Regions from separate parts of the Canis lupus genome. Here region 2 is linked to region 1. A link is a contact called in public Hi-C data. All regions are on one chromosome and are shown on one strand. The core of a region is the stretch at or near the end of the contact, and the rest is flanking DNA. Distances in the headings are between cores, read along the strand shown.

Evidence for each region. A called contact is a pair of places that touch in the nucleus more often than the background predicts.
Region 2: a Hi-C map of skin fibroblasts shows a contact between it and region 1, with 1.9 times the contacts expected there. The contact joins the enhancer-like site here to the promoter of LHFPL2 in region 1. A contact is called at or near these places in 2 of 9 Hi-C or Micro-C datasets (amygdala and skin fibroblasts).

The regions. Positions count from the first base shown.
Region 1 is chr3:28,288,754-28,293,297 of UU_Cfam_GSD_1.0, forward strand. LHFPL2 (LHFPL tetraspan subfamily member 2 protein) reads left to right here and starts at 2,371. Exons shown (of 5, transcript XM_038532483.1): 1 at 2,371-2,447.
Region 2 is chr3:28,391,906-28,396,435 of UU_Cfam_GSD_1.0, forward strand. All of the region lies in intron 3 of LHFPL2 (LHFPL tetraspan subfamily member 2 protein), which reads left to right. Among named protein-coding and RNA genes, the nearest start is that of LHFPL2, 100 kb to the left of the region's middle. Within about 2 kb of position 1,541, at least 4 of the 20 cell types and tissues checked have an H3K27ac peak or open chromatin away from gene starts, as enhancers often do.

The sequences.
Region 1 (4,544 bases), core at 1,121-3,620:
AGATATCTCAGGTGATTCTCCTGTGAATTCAATAACACAAGGCATAAAATGGATGTAAAATGCCTAACTTACATGTCCTAGTAGGCATTCACTGTCAGACATTTTGAAAAATACAAAAACATAAGGCATTAGATGAGGCGCTAATTTAAATTATATACATATGAAATATGTAATACCATCCCAGGATGCCATGTTCAAGTACGTATGCTCCATAAGGGTAGACATTTTTTAAAAAAAGATTTTATTTATTCATGAGACACATAGAGCGAGGCAGAGACACAGGCGGAGGCTAGAAGCAGGTTCCCTGTGGGGAGCCCAATGCAGGACTTGACCCCAGGACCCCGGGATCATGACCTGAGCCAAAGACAGACAGTCAACCACTGAGCCACTAAGGTGCCCCAAGGGCAGACATTTTTGTGCTTCTTTTTGTTCACTGACGCATCCACAAGGCCCAACAACACTTCCTGGCATATAGCAGGCTCGCAATCCATGTGTAGAATGAAGTACAGCCTACTTCCTAAGCATAACCCTGTTTCTGTAATGAGAGTATAGGTAACACAAATGAAGTCATTAATGATTGATATGTAGGGAAAGGATATTAATAAAATGAGGTGGTTGTGTTGGTTCACAAGCGATTGTTGCCAGCACTCTAATATTTTGCACCACCAGGTAACAGCATCTACGAGCAAAACACTGCAGACTACTAGTCATGGAGAATAAACGTGTGCGGTGCCTCGTGCCCATCCGCCGTGTTCCTTCTCTTGGATTGGTTTGGCCATGAGTTCTAACTTGGAAGGATTTATGGTGAGGGGGGTATTCACCTCTTATATTTGTATATTTTGTGCTTATCTTCCCAGGGCAACAGCCTCAAACAACTCTCCTTCCAATCTCTCCATCGGTGACCGCTGTCGTTTTTTAAACGTAAAGGCCTATATTTATATTTACTGTAATATTTACTAGGAATTCAACATGACTCGTAAACTCTGCTAGTATGTTTTTTTGGAATGGTTACAGCTTTTGTTAGTGTTCCAGTTGCAATGTTATGTGGATTTGGAGTTGGGGGTGCCTGGGGGTCTCAGCCCGGGGAGGGCATGACTGCTGGTTTTGGCTGAGGTCATGATCTCAGGGCGGTGGAATTGAGCCCCAGGTCTGGCTCCAAGATCAGGGGGGAGTCTGCTTGAGATTCTCCTCCTCTGCCCCTCCCCTCAGTAGTGCACATGCTCGCTCGCTCTAAAATAAATAAATAAATCTTAAAAAAAATTGATTTGGAATCCTTTGTTGCTAACCCCATTTCCCCCATAAGCCTTGTTATTTCTAGCGTATGATTTCACAAAAATTGGAAGAACACGTACATCCTTTTATAGAAGAAATGTACTACAAACTCTTTTCAACGAAGATAAGTAGAATTTGGCTGGGGTGGGGTGGGGTGGGGTGGGGTGGGGGGAGATAAAAGAGAGCATTCCAGTTCTGGCAAGAGCATCAGCAGCTCCCAAGTGGATACAGTGTGGAACCTTCTGGGAGGGGGGGAGGAGTCCCCACTGGCAAGCTAAGCTCTGAGGAGTGGGCAAGGGGGTGGTTTTGAATAGAAGAGTTTTAAATTCGGAATTCTCTGTGGTAAAGGGCTTCCGAGAGCTTCTGGAACAGGAAGCGGCCTGCCTGGGCCGCGTTCTAGACCCGTGACCCGCAGGCCAGGCGGGTGGGGAAGGGATGCGGTGCTAGGGACGCGGCGAGGGCCCTCAAAGCACGGAAGGTGGCAGTGGGCCAGGCCAGCATGTGCGGCCCCGGGGACCCTACCCCGAGAATCGGCGGGGCAGGAGCTGGGCCGCGGGGTCTGCGCTCAGGCAGGTGGTGGAGAAAGGAACCCCGGACGCGAGGCGGGGACGCGGGGGCCGGGGTGCTCCTCGGGGCCTCGGACGGCTGTCGCCCGAGCTCGTGGCCGTCGGTCCCGTGCTTGCTGGCAGCCCGGGGGCTGGCGGAGGGGAGCGGCGCGTGGGCCCCTCGGGGGCAGGGACGCCCGGGCGGGGGGCGCGGAGCCCGCGGGCGGGGAGGAGGGTGAGGCCGGGGATCCCCGCCCCGGCGTCTTCCCGCGCGGCCCCCCGGAGCTGCCCCCGGGCCCCGCCCCCCGGGATCCCCTTTCGCCGCCAGCCCCGGGCCCCGCAGGCCACGCCCCGGCGCCCCGCCCCCCGCCGCGGGACAGCCCGGCCGACCCTCCCCAGCGCCGGCCCCGGAGCGGGACGCGGGCGGCCACCGGGCGGCGGGGCCGGTCCGGGCGGGAGGCTCGGCGGCCGGGCTCTGGCCCCGCCCCGCCCCTCTCCGCCCCCCGCCCGCCGGCCGCCGAGGGCGGCGCTCCCGCCTCGCCGCCTCCCCGCGCGCCCTCCTCCCCGCCTTCCCGAGCGGCCGGCGGCCAGGCGGACCGGGAGCCCCGGGGGCGGCGAGCCCGGAGCCCGGTGAGTCGGGGTGGTGGGGCCGGGAGGGGCACCGGGACCGGGACCGGGACCGGGAGGGGGACCGGGAAGGGGCGGCGGACCCGGACCGGGACTGGGAGGGGGCGGCGGACCCGGACCGGGACCGGGAGGGGGACCGGGACCGGGAGGGGGACCGGGAAGGGGCGGCGGGCCCGGACCGGGACCGGGACCGGGAAGTGGGACCGGGAGGGGGCGGCGGACCGGGACCGGGACGGGGAGGGGGACCAGGACCGGGAGGGGGCGGCGGACCGGGACCGGGACCAGGACCGAGAAGGGGACCAGGAGGGGGCGGCGGACCGGGACCGCGACCAGGACCGAGAAGGGGACCAGGAGCGGGCGGCGGACCGGGACCGGGACCGGGACCGGGACCGCGACCGGGCCGGGCCGGGCGTCGGATGCTGGAGCGGGAGCGGGCGGGCTCCGGGCGGCGGGGCCGCAGCTCGGGGGCCGCCGGGGCCGGGGCCGGGGCCGGGGCCGGGGTCGGGGCCGGGGCCGGGGTCGGGTTCGGGGCACGGCGGCCCCACGCCCCGGTCTGCGCCCCGGGCCGCGGCTCGGGTCCGAGGGCCAGAAGAGCGAAGGGCCGTCCTCCTCCGACCGTTGTCCGGGCCCAGGGCGGCCCCGGGTCGGGCGCGAGCTGCCCCGCGGCACACGGCGAGGCGCGGTCGGGCCCGGGCCGCTTCCTGCGTTTCCCGTCCTCTTTCTCCGGTCGTGGGCGTAGCTCGCAGGTCGGCCTCGGGGACCCGCGCGTGGAAGTAGAACTTGGGTCTGGGACCGCAGAGCAGCCGGCGTGGACGGGAGTGTGCGGAGCGGGAGCGAGGAGGTGTGAGCGCGGCCGGGTCCCCCCTCCCCGCCCCCGCCCCGGGGCCGCTACCTCACGGCGGCGGCGGCGGCGGCCCCAGGCCCTTGGCTCTCGCGGCGGAGCGCCGCCAGGGCTCCGCGAGGGTCAGTGCCGAGGTTTTGGCGCTAACCTTTCCTGGGTGTTTCTGAATTGTTTCCTCCTGGTCTTGAAAAAAAAAAAAAAAGACTTCTTTTCAAGTTTACCAGATAGGGAACACATGGCTAGTGGGAAGAATAAATGAAAGATACAGAAAAGAAATAAAGTCCAAGATTCTCATTTCTTTCTCTCTTTCTCTCTCTTTTCTTTTCTTTTCTTTCTTTCTTTCTTTCTTTCTTTCTTTCTTTCTTTCTTTCTTTCTTTCTTTCTTTCTTTCTTTCTTTCTTTCTTTCTTTCTTTCTTTCTTTCTTTCTTCCTTCCTTTTCTTCCTTCCTTTCCTTCCTTTCCTTCCTTTCTTGAGAGACTCAGAGACCCAGGCAGAGGGAGCAGCAGGCCCCACGCAGGGAGCCCGATGCGGGACTCGATCCCGGGTCCCCCGGGGTCACGACCTGGGCCGAACCGCCAAGCCACCCAGGCGACCCCAAGACTCTCACTTCTTTTTGCTGTCAGACTGTGATAGGTTTGTGATTCATCTATTCAGAAATCTGATGCTAATGAAATATTTGAGGGATTTGAAGTAATATCACTGTTGTGGTATAATATTTTTTTCTAAGTGGTCACAACAGAGGGCACGTAGTGTGTGTGGTTGTGGTTTGCAAAAGGTGCAGCAAACCTTTTATGCCAGGAAAGAAGACATGGTATGTTGCGGGAGATGATGCGGGTGGGGAGGGAGAATCATTTGTCTTTAGAGCAGTCCAATTAGGAAGAATAATTACTCTACAAATGAACATTCTCAAATATAATTTGAAACATGGTCCATGAACCAGTAATTTGTCTTTAGGAGGCAAAAAGGATCTTTGTGGTTGAGAGCAAAGCGATACCTTCTGGAAAAAGTAATGTATACTGCTCATCCACATAGATGGCCTCAAAATTGATGGCACTTGCCTACGAAGACGTGTGGACTGATGAATTAAAGAGAATTCACTGTAGAAACTGGATAGGCCAGAAAAGAAAATTCCGTAGTAGAAGACAGAAAAACAACATATAGAACAGTATGTAGTCCTTTTTAATGAACATTGTGTGCAGCTTCTCAAATTCTTTATTGCAAAGAATTGACCCAGTAGGAGGCCAAAATACTGGAGACT
Region 2 (4,530 bases), core at 291-2,790, 100 kb after region 1:
CCTTTTCTCTGCTGTATTCTGAGGGTAAAAAAATGTGTCTTGCATATGTTGGTGTTCTGTTACTTCCACGTGGCCTTGGCGTCCCTTCAGCATGGGGTCCATGGTGGGAGGAAAGGGTGGGTGCTGAGGAAATTGCTTTAAGCAGAAATCATCTTGTTTCCATTCACTAAGAGCTGTTCTTGGAGCCCTCTCCAGGTCCCCTGCCTGTGCTCAATGCCCTTGGAACTGTATGCCAGGAAACAATATGATCTTTCTAATTGGACAAGTGGGAGGAGAGGGACTGGGTGAGCCAGGATGGGCCGGCAGTTGACACTTAAAAATAGATCTTTTTCCTCATGAATAAACCATTTTGGGGGGACGACATGCCTTGCACATTTCTAACCATCCCAGGCAAGTGGACGGAGGAGGCCAGCCGGGCAGGGTGCAGCCAGGTGGGTGGAATGCCTGCAGAGTGGGGTTGCCATGGCAACTCGGCCCCTTGGAGAGCTTCGGAGCCCTCCAGAGAGCATGGGCTGCTCTCAGATCTGAGGCCAAAGTGTATGTTCCAGTAGAGGATGGGTGGGGAAGTGTGGAGGTGGGAGGAGAAAGGCCTGGGAGCAGTGCTTCGTACCCTTTACTGTGCCTGTGAATGTTAAATACAGAATCAGATTCAGGAGGTCTGGCTGGGGTCTGGGGCTCTGCATTTCTTGCAAGTTCCAGGGCGATGCCGATGCTTCTGATCCAGGGGACACGCTTTGAGTGGCAGAGGATTAGAGTGCACTGTGATCTTCAGGCCTCTGAGGAAGGGTCAAGGTGCTCCGACAGGAGAATTACCTCCACTCCCTTTTTAATCATCTTGTATTTGGCCTAAGCTAAATAAAAGACCGAGGCTCTGACAGCTGCTCCCAGTTATATTGACGCTGTTCCCTGAGCCTGGTGGTGGTGTTCCGGACACTTGACCGGAACAACAAGATTACAAGGGTTGTGTTGTACTATTTTACTGGTAAGATGTGCATATATTTGGGCAAACCCTGACCACTGTAGATGTAATGACTAATCCAGTAAAGCACAAGCCTGTGCTTGTTGACGTATATGGAGACTCTTCTAAAGTAACAGAGCAGACTTTACCAAAATTGTAAGGGCAAAAGAATAGTCCAGACACTAAAGCTGTGAGGTGAAAGTTGTTCTGATAATTTTAAAGCCTTTATGACCATATAGGTAGCTTGCAACGTGACGGGGGAATAAGATAGTCCTTGAGAGGCCAGGATTCTGTTTCCATCTGTAGGACAATGAGTGTGACAGGCCCTGGTTGAGACTAGGGGGAAAACGTTGAGCTGGCTCTCTGAGCTGTTGGAGTTTCTTCTAGAGATGAGGAGAAACTTGTGCTCCCATCTCCCTGAAGACTTCCTTGGTGGGGAGGTCATCTTGCTGGGGCATCTGGCTGACGAAGAGCAGAGGCAACAACAGTTGGCAGAGCCCTAGCTTGGTTCCACTTGACTCTCTCCCTCGGGAGCTTGTCCCCCGTGCTGTTGCGGGCCACCCCAACTCACTGCGTGATCACGTTTGGTTGTCGGGCTGATTTCCATCTATGGCATTGGTCTGATCCTTGGCACGGGCCCCTGAGGAACCGTAGTGAAATGTGGCTGCAGAAGCCATGACTGAGTGATCCTCATAGAAGGAAGCCTGGTGAACTCCCTTTGTGTGGGTCTTTTGATGGACTCCCACTTCCTGAGGGGCAATGCCTGCGCCTCTTCGGGGGTATGAACAGCCAGTCTGATTATTAAAACTCTGAGGGCAGTAGGTTCCCGCTTGTGATTTTGATTGTGTTCTAGAAAGCGTTCCCCAGTGTGTCAGCATCCAGAGCCTGTTGTCATGTGGCAGTGGAGTAGTGAGTCAGGCCTGTGGAGGGGCCCATAGCCGGGCCGTGGGGAGGAGGGACCACGGGAACGGAGTCCAGGGCCAGCAGGCATGATGCGCCTGTGGTTAGTGTATGGGAGTTCCACACCAGGCTTGGCAGGGGAGCAAGCCCTAGACCTCCCTCGCTTCCTCTGCAGGGGGCTGCAGGGCTGGGAAGGCATCAGTGAGTGGGTGGGGATGGGATTTACAGGCAGAGCTGGGGCCCCAGACAAGGGGCTGGCTGGGGGGAGCCCCGGTGGATAGGTTTTCTCCCCTGGCTGTTGGCTCTGGTGGGGAAGGGGCCCTAGATCTTGGTACTTCTCCGTTCCCCCCTCCCCTTTGTGGGGAACTGGGGCAATGAGGCGAGCAGGAGCCGAGACCGAGGTCGGGGGGGGGGGGGGGGGGGTGTCTCTGCACCAGAGGGGGTTTCCTGAGGATTATCTTTATCTGTTTCCTCGCACAGTGAATCACCCAGGGTCAGAGTCCTGGGGAGGCGTGGGGGCCCCATGCATCGAATGCTAAGTGTAGTGTTCCAGGTCCGAGCTGTCTCTGATTCATTGGCAAAACCACTCCTTATGTCTCACCTGTGGTGTGTGCTAAGGTTCAGGTGAAGCCTCCTTTCCTTTTGTGGGAAACAGAGAGCTAAAATGTAATGGGGAGCAGTCCTGGGACCCTGGAAAATAGGGTTTCTTCCTGGTTCCTCCTAAGAAGTTGATGGATTTTCTTCTTACATTCCAGCAAACTTGTTCAGCTTGAAACAAAAATGTTATTAAAAGCTTTTAAGTTTTGCCATGGACTTACAATACAGGGCAAAAAATAATATTCTAAGATTTGAAAAGCTTAAGTTGAGGCGCTGTGTGATTTTGGCAGTTTCTCTAAGTGAAATCCCTGGGCCTCGTCACAGCCCCCCCTCCCCGTCACGGGTTGGCAGGAGCAGGAAGTTGCACCAGAGCCAGTGGGGGGCGTGGGGGGCAGCAAAGGCCTGGCTTGGCAGAGGAAGCCCAGGGCCCCAGGGGCCGTGGGGGCCAAAGCTTAGGCCCCTGCTCCCCCACGACCTGCAGCCAGCTCAGTAACAGGGGAAGTAGGGACGATTGACTCCACATCTGGAGTTCTGCCTTTATGTTCCTGTTTTGCTTTGACTCTGAGGGACAGGTTGGGAAAAGAAAACCCAGCAGTCACACCGTGAGTGAGTCAGCGCCAGGGATGGGTGAGGCTTGAGGACAGGGAATCACTGAGTCACGGACACTGGAGCCGTGATGGTCCCTCGACAGTAGGCTTTCCAGCAGCTTCCTTTGGGCAGGAACTGGCCGAGACCCCAGAGAGCAAAACCACTCACCCAAGGTCGCGCAGCTGGCTAGGGGAGCATGCTCCTGGACTCCCGATCCAGTGCTCCCTTCTGCGTGCCAGTGTGCCTCCCAGGATCCCACTGACCTCCTGTTCCTCTCTGGGGCCCTCAGCACACTGCTGGGTCCAGGCCCCGGAAGCCACCCAGGCCTGACCTTTTAGCCTTTGGCTCCCAGGGGCTTCTCGTGTTTTCCCTCCAGGAGGGACTGCAGGTCCGAGGTCCCTCCACGTGTAACTTCTCAGGGGCCTGGTGGCCAGCAGCACTGCCCGTCCCTTCCGTCTGCCCCCATGCCAGCATCTGGTGTCAGCGCCGGTGTGGCCGCAGCAGCACGGCCGCTTCTTCCTAGGGGCCCCCTGCGTGCTTCTCTCCTCAGTTGCCCGAGGAGCTGCGGGGCGAGCCACCCTGCCGGGGCCCATGGCTGGAGCCGGGGCTGGGCGCCCCCTTCCCCGGGAGCCACGGCTGGCGGTCCCAGTAGTGAGTGCCCGCAGGCCTGCAGGCGGTGCCGGGGCCCAGGTCTGCGAACCGAGTAAAACCGCTTTAGTTCTGGGAATGAAAAGAAACAATTTGAGGTGTTGATAAATGCTTGGCCCATCTCTCTTCCTCTTTTCCGAGCCGATCCTGCCGACGGAGGTTTTGGCACGTGGCTTATTGCTTCACGGCCCCGGCGGCTGCCAGACGGAAAGGGGGAAAGGGCCCTTCTGTGCTCTTCCTCGCTGCGGGGGGGCGGGGGGCTCTGCCCTCGGACCGGAGCCCTCGGTGGCGCGGACACCATCCCAGCCGCAGAGCAGGGGGCCTACCCTAGTTCCTTCGTTCCTCGCCTGCCCCTGGCCCGCCCGGCCCCCCCTGCTCCCCCCTGCTCCCCTGGCCTGCACTTCCTCAGGCCCTCCTGGCCCCCCGGCCCATCCAGGCCCCCCAGGCTCCCCCCACGGCCTCCCTGCCTGCCCGGCTCCCCGTCCCTAGACCCCCCCAGGCCCCTCAGGCCCCCCCATGTCCTCCCAGTCCCCCCACCCCCCAGGCCCCCCGGCCGCTCCCGCAGCGCCCGCGGCCCAGCTACAGGCAGTGCCGATTCCTCAGTTTCTTCTCCTAGGCATTGGTCACCCGTCTTCTGAGGAATGTCCCCAGGCAACACTAGGTTCCTGTGGCTTGAATTACTGCCGTACCTGATGGAACAAAGCTTCGTTTGTTTGAAGATGTGACGCAGGCTGTGCTGCGCGCGGCCAGCGCTGGCGGGGCCGTGGGGGGGACACAGCAGTGGCAGCGCGGCCGCCCGGGCCTGGGGACTGGGAGGACAGTGGCGGGCCTGGCACGGC